3 separate regions of the Hordeum vulgare genome follow, and all the other regions are linked to region 1. A link is a contact called in public Hi-C data. All regions are on one chromosome and are shown on one strand. The core of a region is the stretch at or near the end of the contact, and the rest is flanking DNA. Distances in the headings are between cores, read along the strand shown.

The links. A called contact is a pair of places that touch in the nucleus more often than the background predicts.
Region 2: a contact with region 1 is called in a Hi-C map of seedling, with 4 times the contacts expected there. The contact joins the promoter of LOC123409481 here to the promoter of LOC123430630 in region 1. A contact is called at or near these places in 3 of 6 Hi-C or Micro-C datasets (leaf and seedling).
Region 3: a Hi-C map of seedling shows a contact between it and region 1, with 6 times the contacts expected there. The contact joins the promoter of LOC123430641 here to the promoter of LOC123430630 in region 1. A contact is called at or near these places in 1 of 6 Hi-C or Micro-C datasets (seedling) and 1 of 1 datasets of contacts at active chromatin or transcription factors (embryo).

The regions. Positions count from the first base shown.
Region 1 is chr1H:266,188,894-266,192,679 of MorexV3_pseudomolecules_assembly, forward strand. LOC123430630 (protein NRT1/ PTR FAMILY 5.2-like) reads left to right here and starts at 2,002. Exons shown (of 4, transcript XM_045114488.1): 1 at 2,002-2,242. The coding sequence starts at 2,086.
Region 2 is chr1H:265,270,253-265,274,038 of MorexV3_pseudomolecules_assembly, forward strand. LOC123409481 (receptor-like protein EIX2) reads right to left here and starts at 1,824. Exons shown (of 1, transcript XM_045102372.1): 1 at 246-1,824. The coding sequence starts at 1,700. The coding sequence ends at 336.
Region 3 is chr1H:266,760,807-266,764,592 of MorexV3_pseudomolecules_assembly, forward strand. LOC123430641 (heterogeneous nuclear ribonucleoprotein 1-like) reads left to right here and starts at 2,037. Exons shown (of 2, transcript XM_045114498.1): 1 at 2,037-2,377; 2 at 2,538-3,786. The coding sequence starts at 2,156. The coding sequence ends at 3,677.

The sequences.
Region 1 (3,786 bases), core at 752-3,251:
CCGCAGTTGTATCAACCGCTTCTAGGACGCCCTTCACTCCTGCGAGCTCAAAGAAATACATCTTCAGAACAGAAGATTCACTTGGAGTAAGAGCGGCAAAACCCCACCCTGCACAAGCTTGACTCAATCTTCTACAACGCGGATTAGGACATGCATTTCGTCTCGCGTGTGCTTCATGCCATATCGTCCTCGCTCTCCATCACTGCCCCCTCCTTCTAGCTTATGCTACATGACCAAAGCGATAGAGAGCATTCAAGTTCAATAACTTCTGGACCGGCCTTCCTTGGTTCCGTGAAATAGCGCTCAGGGCTTGGGCGGACCCTTGCACACACGTCGAACCTTGCGCATGGCTATCTACAAGCGAAAGCACACTGGGTGGCTCCTGTCCAGATGGGGCAAGGGTCTTTTATCTAAGTCAAAGCTTCACCTTTATGCTGCTCTCTTCATCATCCTCCGCCTTGACACTGCCCATGAAACACGCCCCCTATCGACGGCAGAAAGAGACCTCCGAAGTAGGCTAAAGCGGTGAGTGATCGCCCTCGCAATGATGTAAAATGCCGGAAAGAAGCAATGTGCTCGCATTGCAAATACCAGAGAGGGAAAGTTTGTGAGGGCTCTTAGAGCGAGGTGGCCATGGGTGGCATGGAAAGACCCGTCTGAGCTATGGGTTGGCCTTGACAACCCATGCATTGAGGTGGATAGGAACCTTTTCTATGCATCCTGTCATCACCTTGGGCGGGGAGGAAAGACACCTTTTTGGGACGCCCCATGGTTGGGAGGGAAAAGACCAAAGAATATTGCCCCTCTCATATTTGCGGCATACCGACAGGAAAATTGGTTCGTGTGTGGGTGGGCATGATTAACACCTCCACCAACCTTTCGATTGGGCACGTTGTGGAGTACATTGACCTATGGATGCGACTCCAAGGCATACACCTACAACCGGACACCCATGACGACATCACATGGAAATGTGAGGCAAGCAGAGAATACACGGCGAACTACGCTTATAGGGCTCAATTCCTAGGCTCCATGTCCACTAAGATGAACAAGACCATTTGAAAGGTTTGGGAACCCCCAGGGTCAAGTTCATCTCGTGGCTGGCAATTCAAAACAGGATTTGAACTGCGGATAGACTAGAGAAGAGATGATGGAAGAACTGTGGGATATGCATACTATGAAGGAGGGCAAATGAGACAACGGATCACCTTCTCTTCAAATGTCGGTTCACAATGCGCATTTGGCAAATGATAAAAGCTTGGCTTGGATTTGTGGCGTTGGACATGCACACGTGGAGGTCAGAGTGCGACATCAAGCAATGGTGGACGAGCATGCCAAAGTCAAACACATCGAACAGAAAAGCCATGGCTTCTCTCACCATGCTTGTATGCTCGGTCATTTGGAATAAGAGAAACGATAAGGGTCTTCTGAAAGAAATCGACGCCGTTATTTTATATTTCAAAGATCATTCATTCAGAACGTGGCCAAGACGTGGACGACTACCGGAGTGAAGCACATGTGCACATTCATGCCGTGAGAATAGTATTTTGTTGTATTTTTATTTGATGGGTTAAGATATAAGGCCGGTTTCACTTACCAAAAACTATCCTTTTTAATTAATATATAAGATAAATCTTTTGCCTCAGTTTTTTCAAAAAATATATAGAAAAAATTTAACGGTTGGTTTCCACCCGTTTCACCGTACGAGTACTAATTTTGTTTAGCAAGTGGAGGGTGCAATGGTAAGTGCACATAATTGCAAGCCCACCAACTATGATTAACTTAGCCACCTCGAGGCAACAAGTCGTCCAAGAAATATGTTGAGTACGCAATCAGGTGCTCTTGGAGTCCCCCAAATGGCGTGTTTTCTTTTTTAGTTTTTGGTTGCGATGTCCAAAAACCCGCTGTCCAGACATTTTGGCACTCCCCGTAGTCCAAACCGCCACTTGCACAGTCGCTGGCCGCGAAGACCGGGCTTATAAATGGACAAGCACAGGAGCTCACGCAGGCACCCGGAAAGAGAAGTAGCAGCGCCCTGCCTGCAGTGCACACCCACCTTCCTCCCTCCCTCCCTGCCATACACACATGACACAGGGAGCGTCCATGGCGGGGACGACCCGGCTGGAGGCCGGCGGCGGCGGCAGCGACGGCGAGTACACGCAGGACGGCACCACAGACCTCCACGGCAACCCCATCCTCCGGTCAAAGCGAGGAGGCTGGAGAGCCTGCGCCTTCGTCGTAGGTATTTATACTTTAATCCATCTGCTCCACCTCTAAGTGCTTCTCCGGTTTGCTTCGGGTGCTTCTCTCAAGCTCCGGCCTCGTAGCCATGGCTTCTCCTCCACAGGCGTCCATTCCTTTCTTTTCTTCTGTTAAACCAAAAATAAAATAGTGATCTTGGAGGCTCATGTTAGTTGAGCAGTAAGTACGTGCGAGTTTATTTTCCTCTGCTGGCCACGTGCATAGATATGGCATGGGCAAGGGAATCATGAAATTGTTTGGTTACGATCGGATTGGCGATAGCTGAAGGGCAGGAACTGGCCATCCCATCCCAGTATTGGCACCCACGCGCTCTGTGGACATACGGCTGCCGTCTTCAGTAATGGATGCAGTACTAGCGAATTGACAAGCAAGACAAACCCGATCACAATAAATTTGCTATAAACCGGCGGTTGTTACAAAACCAAGGAGACAATGAATGGGCACTGTGCATATATTACTACCCTTAGAGTCCTAGGTTGCGGTGATACAAGTCAGTTTAGGATATTAGCAGTATTTGTTTAGTTCAAGATTTTGCCATCATAAACAGTGGCAGAAATGTGTTTAGGCCGAACACAGAAGCAACGACTTGGTTTTGCCATCGGCCAAACCAGAGTTTGGGGAGCAAAAAACATGAGTATTAGCAGTACTTGTTTGGCTCTTCTAAAATAAAAATAAAAATAAAAATAAACAGTACTACTTGTTTAGCCCATGTTCGTTTTAAAATTTTCTATCATCGGGGATTGTTACAATCGTTTGTGTTATGTATGTTGTATGTAGTCTCTGTTACTCTCTCCGTTCACAAACATAAGATATTTTGGATATTTTAAATATGGACTATATAGAGGATGAAATTAATAAACATCTTACAATAGTAAACTGAGGGCGTATATCGAAGAGTATGTATTATAATATATTTGACTTTCATGGTACTAGTATGTACTAATTTTCAGTATATTATTTTCTATGTATAAATACGAAGGTATTTTCAAAATATACTAAAAATCTATGTAGTAGTCACGTGCAATCATATTGCCCGCTTTGAAAAACCATAGATATAATATAGAAACGTACTAATTTGATAAGATAGTACTGTGTATATAGTAACACATGATAACATGTGAGAGGTGTGTGAAACTAGGATCTATGGAGAGAGAGAACTGAATTGCGGCCTTGTTAAGCATAGCCGGCTTGTCTGCTGCTAGTGGAACACATGTTTTGGAATTAACCGTGTGTACTAATCAACAATCACGAACCCACTTGTGATTTTCTGAGAGAACGAGCTGTACTTGCTATATTTATAATTGCTCATGGTAAGAACGATAAGCTCGCACATAATATCCAATTTACATCGGCCAAAACTGGCTGGATGATTACAAGTGTTCCGGTCCCTTTCGGAGGTCAACATTCGACAACAGTCCATTTTCCTTTGTTTTATTCCTGAAGCCGGTTCACACTTCACACCATGAACTTCGTATGGAAGATTTCCTTTTCTTTCAACACCAAAAAGATCCGATGGTAATTTTT
Region 2 (3,786 bases), core at 574-3,073, 920 kb before region 1:
TATATGCATGATACCATTTTTCCTCTTCATTACATGAGAAGTAGGGCAAAAAAGCTGGCTATTACAAAACAAAGTTAATAATATACTCCCTCCGTTCCTAAATATAAGTTTTTAAAAAGGTTTCATTAACGGACTACATACAGATGTATATAGACACACTTTAGAGTGTAGATTCATTCATTTTGCTTCATATGTAGACTTCTAATGAAATATCTTAAAAGACTTATATTTAGAAACGGAGGGAGTAGCATACTTAGGTACATACATACAGACATACATATATACACATAGATACATTCTTCTGATGGTACAACAAAGAAAGAAACAACTACAGTCTACGTATATCGATCATTATTGCTTTTTGAAATAAACTGGTCAAGATGTGACACCTTCTGCATAACCTTGGATTGCATGCCATCGACAGAGAAGAGAACAGCAGATCTCCACGTCTCAATCGAAAAGAGCAGCCCAAACCATAGCCAAAATCCAAAAACAACCCCAGCAGTCACACAGTAGTACAGCCACTGGTCCTCCCCCTCACTAGTTTTCTCATCCGAAGCAGGCGAAGTATTTGGACAATCCTCTAGAGGAAATCCGCAAAGGCCGGAATTGTTTCGGTAAAACGAAGGGTCGGTCAATGTCTGCATCTGGCTCCCAGTAGGTATCTTGCCTGACAAATGATTGTTCGAGATGTTGAATATGCTGAGCGTCGACAAGATCGAGATGCTCTGTGGAATGTGTCCTGAAAGCTCATTCCATGATATATCAAGAAATTCGAGATTCTTCAAACTGCCAATATCTTGAGGGATGCCGCATGACAGATGATTTCTTGACAGGTTCAGAAATCGGAGGCCCTGCAGTTTGGTTAATACTTCAGGGATGCACTGAGACAACATATTGCCTGACAGATCGATACCGGTCAGCAACCGGATCGTTCTTTGGAAAATGAGCTCCTGGCCCTTCCAGATTATATCGATTCTATCCTGATAATTCGACCCATCCAGCGATGATGCCGCACTCGACACGATTTCTGGATTCCTCATGGAGGCCAGGTTGCCGAATGCTACGGGAATTGCTCCTGTCAGCCTGTTGTTGGCAAGGTCGAGCAGCTGGAGTTTTGAGAGCCGCGACAACTCCGAAGGGATTTCTCCTGTGAAATCGTTTGATCTAAGGCTAAGGATTCTCAACGACGGAACCTTGGTCCCGATCCATGGAGGGATGGCGCCGAAGAACCTGTTACTCCCGATGTCGAGGGTGCCGAGCGAATCGCAACCCTCCACGACCGGCGGGAAGAGGCCGGTGAAGCTATTGCCGGCGAGATGGAGCGACTCGATGGAGCAGTTGTGACTTGCCTTGGCAGCGGGGATTTGGCCCGAGAAGGAGTTGTTGGAGAGGTCCATGAACTGCAGAGCCTGCAGATTCCACCAGCAGTCGGGGAGCTCGCCCGTGAGCTGGTTGTTGGAGAGGTCGAGGATCTGGAGGGAGAGGAGCCTGCAGAAGGCCGCGCCGGCGCCGGAGCTGTTGGAGGAGTTGCGGCTCCGCACGCTGAAGCTCTCGGGCACGGTGCCGCCGGAGAAGGTCTCGTGGTTTCCGTCGGCGTCGAGGTACATGCCCGTCGCCCGCTGGGCAGAGGGTAGCAGCAGGAGGCAGAGGGAGAGGCACAGCAGAGGTGTTGTTGAAGCTTGGGCGTGTCCTGCCATGGCTCGAGTTTCGACTTTCCAGTGGAGAGGTCTGGCAGCGAGTTCTTTGGTTTGCGCAGCGCCCACTTGTATGTCGTGGCTGTGGCAGGACCGGGCCGACCGGCAGCGAAACGTCGACGACGGAGACTGGGTGACATCGACGCCGTGGAATTCTGAAGCGCGGCATGCGTTTTTCACACGGCATTACCAGTGGACTGACTGACGGGAAAGTAAGATTCGGGATAGTCAGTGCAGGTAGCGACGACGAGACGCTGATGCTTTGCTTTGTTGCCGTACGCTCGCTGACCTCCTATTCGGCGCCTCAAGCGCCGAACTGGCGATCTGGCGCACATGTGTATCCGCATTTTGGGCCGGCCGAACAATCCTCCCTGCTGACTCTCGCTCGTTGGCCCAGCTTCTCGTTCGATCGTTTTGGTTTCGCCAGAGCAAGTAACTAGTGTTAGTCCGTACTTCTAAGATAAAAGAGCATAAGCCTTTTTCTTTTTATTACTATTTCCTCCGCTTAATGGATAACCATTTGCGCAGGCTTTCGCCCATTGCGGAAAATTCCCCACTGCTGCCTCCCGTAGGAGTCTGGGCCGTGTCTCAGTCACAGTGTGGTTGATCATCCTCTCGGACCAGCTACTGATCATCGCCTTGGTAAGCTATTGCCTCACCAACTAGCTAATCAGACGCGAGCCCCTCCTTGGACGGATTTCTCCTTTTGCTCCTCAGCCTACGGGGTATTAGCAACCATTTTTTCTTTCTTTAGAGTTTTCTATATGCACAATTTCTCGATGTTTCGATGAGAATTTCTTGACTTTCCATATATAGAAAGAGATAGACTATAAATGACAAGTCAGTCATTCACAACCACTGATAAAGGATTCCTCGAAAAGTTAAGGATTAGTAGTTCTTTTCAAAATCGATTTCGATTTGTCCTCATGTTTCGAGGTCTCAAGAAAAGGGCGTGAAAATAGATAGAAACTCTTGAATGGAAACAAAAGCTCTCCCAAACAAGAGAAAGAAACATATCTTTTTCATAGATATTTAGAATGAATATGTTGCCTCGTTATTTTTTTTTTCTTTTTTAAAGAAAAAAACTTAGTAATTATAGAAAATTAACTAATACTAATAACCAACCTATTGCTTCGTATTGTCGAGATCCTAACTAAGAAACAGTCACTATATGAATAAATACCTCTATCATAAATGAATTCGCGAGGAGCTAGATGAGAAGAAACTCTCATGTCCAGTTTTGGAGTAGAGATGGAACTAAGAAAGAGAACCATCGACTTAGTTAACCACCGTCGCTCTAACAAAAATACTTGTATGCACCAAAAACCTCGGGTTCCACGGGGTAAATCCATTAAAAAGGACAAATTTTAGCAGAAGGAGCTGCTACAGTTGGGGGGGAACTTGCTTTAGGAAAAAACGTATTAGTAGCTTATATGCCTCGTACATGGACGATAGTTGGAGTCGGCGGCTCTCCTAGGCTTCCCTCATCTGGGATCCCTGGGGAAGAGGATCAAGTTGGCCCTTGCGAATAACTTGATGCACTATCTCCCTTCAACCCTTTGAGCGAAATGTAGCAAAAGGAAGGAAAATCCATGGACCGACCCCATTGTCTCCACCCCGTAGGAACTACGAGATCACCCCAAGGACGCCTTTGGCGTCCAGGGGTCACGGACCGACCATAGACCTGTCCAATCCCAAATCAAGGATTTCTCGCTCTTGATCGGAGTCATAAACTAAAACTACCTTTTTATCCTTTTTATTAAGGTTATAGAAAACTTCCTTATCTAGTTCTAGCATGTTGACTCACGATTACGCCTGTTAAAAGTTTCAAACGTCCTCTTTTTTGAAATTGAAAGAGAGTCTTATAAAAAGGTCTAACTTCCAAACTATGTAAAGTTTTTCAATACTTCTATGTTGGGATTTGTTACTAGCTCCAATTTGATACAATTTTTTTTTGGGAACTCGTGGGAATGTGTTCTTATTTATTGATAGGCTTTTGGTTTACACGACCAATCGCAGCGAGTGCTTGTCAAAAAGCTTTTGTAACTAATCGATGTCCTAAAGTTCCTCCACCAAATTGTAATACAGA
Region 3 (3,786 bases), core at 787-3,286, 570 kb after region 1:
CCTTGGATCTTGATCTTGGAGTTCTTTGTGAGCTCCTTGTTCTTCCTCTCATATTTCTCCATAGCTTTTGTTGTTGTGGAGGGATTTGAGTGTGAGGGACTTGACCACTTCGTGTGTTCATGCCATTGCATTAGTTGCATAAGTTTGAGTTCTCCACGGTGATATGTGGAAGTGAGAAGTTGAGAATCTTATTACCCTTTGGTACTTTGTACCCTAGAGATTGTTCTTCGTGGATGCTTTGGGGTCCTAGAAGCTTGGTGGTGCCTCGGAGCTCAATCATTGTGGTGTAAAGCTCCGGGCAAGCATCGGGGTCTCCAATTAAGTTAGGGAGATTGCTCCGAGCATTTGTGGTCACCTCGAAGCCATATGCCATTGTGGTGAAGCTTCATGGTGTTGTTGGAAGCCTCCAATTAAGTTGTGGACATTGCCCCAACCTTATTTGTGCGGGTTCGGTGATCACCCTAAAGGGTCCCTTAGTGGAATTACGACATCTTACATTGTGCGAGGGCGTGAGGAGATTACGGTGGCCTTAGTGGCATCCCGGGGAGCATTGTGCCTCCACACCGCTCCAAACGGATATTAGCATCCGCAAGGGTGTGAACTTCGGGATACATCGTCATCTCCGCATGCCTCGGTTATCTCTTACCCGAACCCTTTACTTATGCACTTTACTTTGTGATAGCCATATTGTTTCTTGTCATATATCTTGCTATCACTTAGTTGTTTATCTTGCTTAGCATAAGTTGTTGGTGCACATAGGTGAGCCTAGTTGTTTTAGGTTTTGTGCTTGACAAATTAAACGTTAGTTTTATTCCGCAAGTGTTCAAGTCTAAATCACAATTATTTTAAAGAGCCTATTCACCCCCTCTAGGCGACATCCACGTCCTTTCAACAAGAATCTTAGCTCTAACCCTCAGATGCGATCCGGCCACCACACCATCCTTGTCACATCCACCTTCACCACCTCCCCAAGCGAGTTGCCTAGGGCATTCCCGAATGCCGCTGTTCGCTTGTCCGGGAGTAGATCAGTTACCTGGACCCAAATGTCGACAGTGTCAAAGATCATCTCCAATGGCCTTACATTCCCTTCAAATTCCTTCATGACGAGCATACTGAAATCGTATTGCCATGGCCCATTATTCATAACATGTTCCCAATCTCCTTGTGAGCCGAAGTGAACTTTAAAGATGTTTGAGCCCATATCACAGAATCGAGCTTCCTTGTGCAGACCCTAGGCTCTATGCATCGTCCTTTCCAACACAAACCTCTTGAGTGGCCGAGAAGAGCATACCTTTCCCACAACAGACCACCTAGATGGCACTGGCTTCACTTGTAGAGGTTCCTCAAAGACTAGCGCATCTGCTTCCTTGTCCAGCAGCATCAAGCCCCCCAATCTCGCATAGAGATTTGCAGCCGGATCCGGAGTTTTGCTCTCCACAGGGGACTTGAAAGACCCCCCGCTAGTTGAGCCCCCACCCGACGAGCGGGCGGGGTAGCCGCCGTCGTCATCTCCTTTGGGTTCTTCGCCTTCGCGGTCGATCCTTTTGCTCTCTCCGCCATCGACTTCGTCGCTAGAAGTGGGCAGCACCACCGGCCCGCAACCAAGGATGCGCCGTCGCACCCTTAGGCACCGTCGGATCCTCAACACCCCGAGCAAGAAACCCTAACCCTAGCGTAGCAGCGCAACCGCCTCGCGATCGCCTCCTATTGCCTCATAGTCGCTCCCGTGATGGACCCGCTCGACTTTTTTTTTTTTTGGGTTCGACCGGCTCGAACTCTTGAACCTATAATCACCAATGTTTGTGCTCCCAAAAGCCCTTCTACGAGAAAAAGAACTCCTGAAAGCCCCCATGAGTTATACTACTACTACCCCTTAATTTCCTAAAAAAAGAAAACTACTACCCCTCAAAAAGAAAAAAAGATATATTACTATTATGAGAAACCCTACTACAGTACTACGCCCACCGATTCCCCGTGCCCCCCCGCACCCCGCACGCGCCCTAAAATATCCCAAAGCCCCCCTCCACCCCCTCCCGAAGCCGAAATCCCCCAATTCCCCTCTCTCCCTCTTCTCTCTCTCTCCCTCCATCGCCCCCCTCCCGCCCCGCACCCCAGCGCGAGAGATTCCGAGGAGCGGCGCAAGGAGGCGGCGGAGATGGAGTCGGATCAGGGCAAGCTCTTCATCGGCGGCATCTCCTGGGAGACCACGGAGGAGAAGCTGCAGGAGCACTTCTCCAACTTCGGCGAGGTCTCACAGGCGGCCGTCATGCGCGACAAGCTCACCGGCCGCCCGCGGGGCTTCGGCTTCGTAGTCTACGCCGACCCCGCTTCCGTCGATGCCGCCCTCCAGGAGCCCCACACCCTCGACGGCCGCACGGTACCTACTCTCCCCCTCGCCTGGTCTCTTCGCCCCGCCCAAACCCTAGCGGGATATTCGCGTCGAATATTCGCTTCGGTCGCGTTCCGATCTACCCCGCTGCAGCGGCATAGGGTTGCGCTTGTTTGCTCAAGCGTGGGTTGTGGTTTTGTTGTCTCAGGTCGATGTGAAGCGGGCGCTCTCGCGGGAGGAGCAGCAGGCTACCAAGGCGGTGAACCCTAGCGCAGGAAGGAACGCCGGAGGCGGAGGTGGTGGTGGCGGCGGCGGTGATGCCGGCGGTGCCAGGACAAAGAAGATCTTTGTGGGCGGGCTGCCCTCCAGTCTGACAGATGAGGAGTTCCGGCAGTACTTCCAGACCTTCGGGGCTGTCACCGATGTTGTGGTGATGTATGACCAGACAACACAGCGCCCCAGGGGTTTCGGCTTCATTACCTTTGACTCAGAGGATGCAGTTGACCGTGTGCTGCACAAGACCTTCCATGATCTTGGAGGGAAGATGGTAGAGGTCAAGCGTGCTCTGCCCCGAGAGGCGAATCCTGGCTCTGGCGGTGGCGGACGTTCCATGGGAGGCGGGGGTTTTCATAGCAACAATGGGCCTAACTCCAATGCTAGCAGCTATGATGGCAGAGGCGATGCTGGCAGATATGGGCAGGCGCAACAAGGCAGTGGTGGCTACCCAGGTTATGGTGCTGGAGCTTATGGCAGTGCTCCAACTGGATATGGATATGGGCACACCAATCCTGGAACTACATATGGAAACTATGGGTCTGCAGGGTATGGAGGTGTTCCTGCTGCGTATGCTGGGGCTTATGGCAATCCAAGTGCCGCTGCTTCTGGTTACCAGGGTGGCCCTCCAGGCGCTAACAGAGGACCCTGGGGCAGTCAAGCTCCGTCTGGTTATGGCACTGGGGGTTATGCTGGCAATGCAGGCTATGGTGCATGGAATAGCTCTTCTGCTGGTGGGAATGCACCCACTAGTCAGGCACCTGGTGCAGCTGCAGGTTATGGAAACCAGGGCTATGGTTATGGTGGATATGGAGGAGATGCATCATATGGCAATCATGGAGGGTATGGGGCTTATGGGGGCCGGGGAGATGGTGCTGGAAATCCTGCTACTGGGGCAGCCTCTGGGTATGGTGCTGCTGGATATGGAAGTGGGAATGGAAACTCTGGATATCCAAATGCGTGGGCTGATCCTTCACAAGGCGGAGGATTTGGTGGTTCAGTCAATGGAGCTTCTGAGGGCCAATCAAATTATGGCAGCGGTTATGGTGGTATGCAGCCTAGGGTTGCTCAGTAGAAGAGGCCGTTATAATGTTCATGGTGTGAACCAGTGCATTTGGGCAGCATATGTATTATTGCAGTATTCTGGCTTTGCTCTCGTCTTCCTGAAGAGACCATCCATTCTG